Linked DNA regions of Mus musculus: region 2 is linked to region 1. The links are chromatin contacts, called in public HiChIP or PLAC-seq maps. All regions are on one chromosome and are shown on one strand. The core of a region is the stretch at or near the end of the contact, and the rest is flanking DNA. Distances in the headings are between cores, read along the strand shown.

The links. HiChIP or PLAC-seq counts read pairs in DNA pulled down with a chosen protein or histone mark.
Region 2: a contact with region 1 is called in an H3K27ac HiChIP or PLAC-seq map of the HPC-7 cell line, with 6 times the contacts expected there. The contact joins two enhancer-like sites. A contact is called at or near these places in 1 of 39 promoter capture datasets (the C10 cell line), 1 of 484 Hi-C or Micro-C datasets (the HPC-5 cell line), 5 of 115 datasets of contacts at active chromatin or transcription factors (the HPC-7 cell line, acute myeloid leukemia, bone marrow-derived macrophages and 1 more) and 1 of 9 other capture datasets (bone marrow-derived macrophages).

The regions. Positions count from the first base shown.
Region 1 is chr9:70,732,035-70,734,787 of GRCm38.p6, forward strand. The region is part of intron 4 of Adam10 (a disintegrin and metallopeptidase domain 10); the gene reads left to right. Among named protein-coding and RNA genes, the nearest start is that of Adam10, 54 kb to the left of the region's middle. Within about 2 kb of position 1,352, at least 29 of the 459 cell types and tissues checked have an H3K27ac peak or open chromatin away from gene starts, as enhancers often do. A contact at or near this core is called in the HPC-7 cell line, where this site is marked.
Region 2 is chr9:70,841,224-70,843,976 of GRCm38.p6, forward strand. The region is part of intron 1 of Lipc (lipase, hepatic); the gene reads right to left. Among named protein-coding and RNA genes, the nearest start is that of Gm32017, 72 kb to the right of the region's middle. Within about 2 kb of position 1,343, at least 151 of the 459 cell types and tissues checked have an H3K27ac peak or open chromatin away from gene starts, as enhancers often do. A contact at or near this core is called in the HPC-7 cell line, where this site is marked.

The DNA of each region.
Region 1 (2,753 bases), core at 102-2,601:
AAGTATATGTAATTGCACTGTGTTACAGATAGATGTGTTTATGTGTATAAATGTATTAACTCAAATCTTTTATCAGTAAAGGAGGAAGTAAAATACCCAGGAGATATTATTTGTTAGATTATTTTAGAATTAATAATGAAATAACTAGCCTGCATCCATAACAATGTATTGGTGAAAACCAGTGCTGATCTTAATCTCAGATGACACAGTACCAAACGCTGAAATATCCCTAAAGATCAAAATCCTTAAAGTCTAAAATAGCAGAAATTTTAAATGATGCATAGTAATGTATAGTGGGTAGTTGTAATTGCTTTAGGAGGCTGAGATATGGGAGTCCAGTTCAAGAGTTTGAGGCTAGCATGTGCAATATGGCGAGGCCCTGCCACTCCTCTCTAAAACATCACCACTCTAAAAGACTAAAGTCCCAAATGTTGGTGTCCCAAAAGATGAAATCTCCAAAACAAAAATTCTCGTGTGTGTGTGTGTGTGTGTGTGTGTGTGTGTGTGTGTATAAAGTGAGCTATGTGTGAGGAACAGAAAGGCAGATTCTAGGTAAGGGATTAGTCTTGCCATATGGCAGCCCAAAGGTTTCATTTTAAAACTGTTCTCAGGTGTAATGGCTCATGCTTGTAATCCTAGAACTGGACAGGCTGAGGTGAGGGGGAATCATGAGTTTGAGGCCAGCCTGGATTACATAGTAAGTTTTAAATCAGCCTTAACTACATAGGGAGACCCTGCTTAAAACAACAAAACAAAACAAGGCTGTTTTTTGTCTTCATTTGCTTTTGTTTTAGCTGGTGAAATTTGAAAATAATTATTTGCAGAGTAGGATAAGAAGACTTTTGTTCTACAGTGTTGCATTTTGAATATTACATGTTATATATAATAGTATATTATATTATATGCAGTATATTATGTGCCAGTTTTGTGATTTGTATGAGTGTGTTTCAAATGGATTTCCCAGTACCAAAAAAAGAGTGTGTGGAGATGATTCAGTCGTCTTGCAGGCATGATGATCTCTGAGTGCATAACCAGCGTGCATGTAATAAACTAGAACAGACAACTTATGCAGGCTCCTTGCCAGCAGGTCCAGGCAAGAGGAGAGAGGTCCTGGTCTTACTGGGGTCTCTCTGGGGCTGAGCTAGATGGCGAGTGTCGATGGCCCAAAAGAAAACATACAGAGCCAGGAGTCCTGTAGAAGCAGGAACTCAACTTTATGGCACTGGCCTCTCGCTTATATAAGTTCAGAACATAGGGAGGGGAGTCTTGGTGGGTAAGATGATATAGGAGGCAGAGAAGTGTGACAGAGGATATGGAGTGATGGACAGGGCCAGTGGCAGAGCTCTACAACAGCAAGGGCGGGGCAGAGGCAGGGCCAAACAGGTCTTGCTGAGTCACCCCAATAAGTGGGGAGTGACTGAGACAGGTCTCAAAATTCAAGCCAGTCTCAGGTTTGTCCTCAAGGCCCAAACCAGAGCCTAAATGGGGCCCAACAAACTTACACCTGCATTACCAGCATTGGAGAGGTGAGACAGGAGGATCTCTGGAGTTTGCTAGATAGGTAGGCTAACTGAATCAGTGAATTCCAGGTTTAGCAGGAGACCCTGTCTCTAAAATAAAACAAACAAACATGGTGGTGTGGTGATGGTGGTGGTAGTGGTAGTGTCATCGTCTAGAGAGATGGCTTAGTGGTTAAGAACACTGGCTGCTTTTCCAGAGGACTTAGGCTCTATTCCAGTACCTACACAGTAGCTCACAACTGCCTATAACTTCAGTTCCAGGAGAGTCAGTACTTTTTTCTGGCCTCAACAGGCACCAGGCATGCAAGTGGCTCACAGACAAAAATATTCAGACAAAATGCCCACATACATTTAAACAGAAAGAAAGAAAGAAAGAAAGAAAGAAAGAAAGAAAGAAAGAAAGAAAGAAAGGAAGGAAGGAAGGAAGGAAGGAAGGAAGGAAAAAAGAAAGAAAGGAAAAAAGAAAAGAAAAGAAAAAAGAAAGGGCAGGCAGGGAAGGAAGGCAAGGAAGGAACAGAAAGAGGAAGGGAGGGAGGGAGGGAGGGAGGGAGGGAGGGAGAGAGAGAGAGAGAGAGAGAGAGAGAGAGAGAGAGAGAGAGAGAGAGGAGCAGGTGGATTGAAAAGACCCCCAATGTTGAACTCGTGTGGACATGCAAGCACATATACATACACCACATATATATATGTACCATTGCTGTTACCATGGAACAACACAGAATCATGGCATGACAGTAGGTGCAGAAATCTAGTAGTGAATGCTCATGTCTACATATATAGACTACATAGGGATTTCAAAAGGAGCAGCACCACATGACCTAAAAGACAAGCAAACAGCTGTTCATTCCTATACAGTACTTCAACATAAAGCTGATGCTGTAAAAGTCAGCCAGCTCTCATATGCTTCTTCTGTACAGTTGCTAGTCTTTCTCTGTAGTGTACTTTTTCATATGCGGAACTTTGAGTATTTTTCATTTTCGTTTTTTCACTGTTTAAAATTTAACATTATTTTCTGTAATTTGCTATGCTATTTATTTTATCCCTTATTATTTATAATACTGAAAGTAAATAGTAGTTTGGACTAGGTTCAGTTTTATTTTATGGAGTTTTGTGTGTTTGACTCCATGAAAATACATTATAAGCTGGGCATAGTGGTGTCTTTATTCCTAGCACTTGGGAGGCAGAAACAGGCAGATCTGAGAGTTCTAGGCCAACCTCTATATTGGAAGTTCTCGA
Region 2 (2,753 bases), core at 93-2,592, 110 kb after region 1:
CAGCGCTATTTGTACTCACTGTGCACTTCCTGTCTGGACTGCCCTGGTCATCTAGCCTCTTAGAAAAATTCTGACTTAGCCAGAATCACCTGCAGGGCTGGAATCCACACCCACTTGGTTCCAGAGTCAACATTCATTTTTAAGGGGATAGAGCTTATTTATAGAAACATACAGGAAGGTATGACCATCCTAAATGTATAGCTCTGTGGATTTCTACCCATTCACAAGCCTCCTTCAGGATCGCGACAGAGGTCTCCATACCCAGAGGATGCCCTCAGTCGTCTCTAGCAATACCAGCACCCAAAACCACCACTTCCTCCTATCAATGGGAATGTGTTTCTTCTGTTCTTCAACTTTGTGTCAATAGAGTCACACAGTAGGTCTTTTGTGTCTGGCTGTTTTACCCAACACCTTGTGATGCTCATGTAAGATGTTGTATGTATACAGCCTGAACCTTGCCGCATTGGTGAGTCCTAGGCTGCCTTCCGGCACCAACACCTTCAGAGTGGCTAGGGTGGGGCGGTGGGTGCAGCAGTCATAGATGGAGCAGGCTGAGAGATGGGCTGAAAAGAGAGGGCTTTTTAGATCATGGCCTGGGCTTTACATTTCTTCCTTTCCTGCTGCTGAGTTCCCTGGGCCCAGACTGGTGGCAAAAAGACAAGTTCCTTTTCTGACTTTGTTCCTTTGTACAACAGAGCCAACCTCTTCACTGTGCTCTCTCAGATTCCTGGACAGCATTCTCTGGAATCAACCTTCCTATGCCTGGCAGTGAGGTTCCTTTAACGACTCACTTCCTGTCTGCTCTGCCCCATCATTAACCTCCAAATGAACTAGAATCATCTCCAGAACAGGAGCTCACACTCAAACCAGTTTCACCCAGATGGGGGCGTTTGTTTCTTCCTTACTATCCTGGTTGCTTTCATAGCATTATCTGAGGACTTAAAAATTAATATTATTATTTTGGAGACAGGGTTTTGAGTTTCTCAGTCTGGCTTCAAACTTGCTATATAGCAGAAGGTAACCATCAACTTCTAATCCTCCTGCATCTATCTACCTTAGAGTGTTGGATTACAGGTTTGCAAGAACACGCCCTATTTATACAGCGCTGGAGCTAGAGCCCAGTGCTTTGTTCATGCTAGGCAAGCACTCTACCCACTGAGCCACATGCCAGCTATTTCTGGAAGTACTTTTCAGTTGTTAAACACTTAGGGGTGGGGGCATGTGGAGTGCTATTTGCTTCTAGTGGGCAGAGGTCTGAGGTCATGCTAAGAACAGGCCTCCCCTTCCACTAAAGAGTGATGCAGCCTCGCATCTCAGTAACATTGTTGTTGGGAAACCCTGAGCATGAGTCATCATCAGGAAGTTGGTGTCTGTTTCTTTTCCTGATGCCAAAAGAGAAGAGGCAGGCATAATGAAGGTACTTTCATCCTGGAGTTAGAAGACCTGGGCTCAGGACTCACTTGCCACTAGCTAGTCATCTGACCTCATTTGAGTTATCCAGTCTCTGCAGGTCTGTTTCCTCCTCCTCCTCCTCCTCCTCCTCCTCCTCCTCCTCCTCCTCCTCCTCCTCCTCTTCTGTTGCTGGGCGCTGAGGTGCTTGTCACTAAGCCTGCAGGCTTCCTGTCCGGATCTCTTAGGGCTGCCTTCTATATCCTTATTTCATGAGATTTGACAGAAAACAGTGCCTGGGTGGACTGTGTGTAACGGCAGTGGAAGGATCCTTCCAGTCGCATTTCCACTTCCCTATGCGCTACTTCCAGGGTTATATCCTCACTCTTCCATCTGTGTGGGAAGGGAGCTCACCCACAAAGGGTGTTTCCTGAACTGTAGGCAGAGCTTCAAATACCCACAATTCCCATAGGCAGCAGTTTTTGACACTGGAACTTTTAGCCTTAAATTTAAATTCTTGTGAGACCTGTAAAAGGGTTTGCTGTGTGTGTGTGTGTGTGTGTGTGTGTGTGCCTAGTTACTTAAGAGGTTCAGGGCTTTATACCCTTCAAGGTGAGGCTATGGGAGGTTTTGATAAGACTAGACTAACAGAACATTGGTGAGCTTAGCATGCAGCGCTATGCAGTGTAGAGGACAGATCTCTGTAAGAACCAAGAGCCCTGCTGTGCCCAACAGGCAGAAAAGAAAGGGAAGAGAATTGGAGAGATGGCTCAGTGATTAAGAGCACTGGCTGCTTTTGCAGAAGACTGGGGTTTGGTTTCCAGTACCCACTTGGAAACTCACTACCTTAAACTGCAGTTTAAGGTGTCCAGTGCCCTCTTCTGGCTTCCATGGGCCCTGCATGCATGGGGTGAACATATATACGAAGGCAAACACTCATAAACATAACAGAATAATTGGGGAAGTTTGCTTAGTAAGTAATAAGAATGAGATGAGGCAGAAAGGCGATGGCTCAGTGGGCAAAGTGCTCGAGTGCCACACAAGCATTAGGACCTGAATTGGAGTCCCCAGGACCTAAGCACCATGGAACACATCTGTAACCCAGCACTGGGAGAGCAGAGAGACTCCTGAAGCTTGCTGGGTAGCCAGTCCAGCAGCATCAGTGAGCTCCTGGTTCAGTGAGCTCCAGGTTCAGTGAGAGGCCTTGTTTCAAAAGTTAAAGTGGAGAGCAGAGGAGGGAGACGCCTGAGATTTACCTCTGGCCTCCACACACGTGCGAACATACATGTGTGGGCACACCTGCACACACATGTGTGCACACCATACAGTTGTTGAAGGGAGAATTAGTGATGGATAGAGGTGGC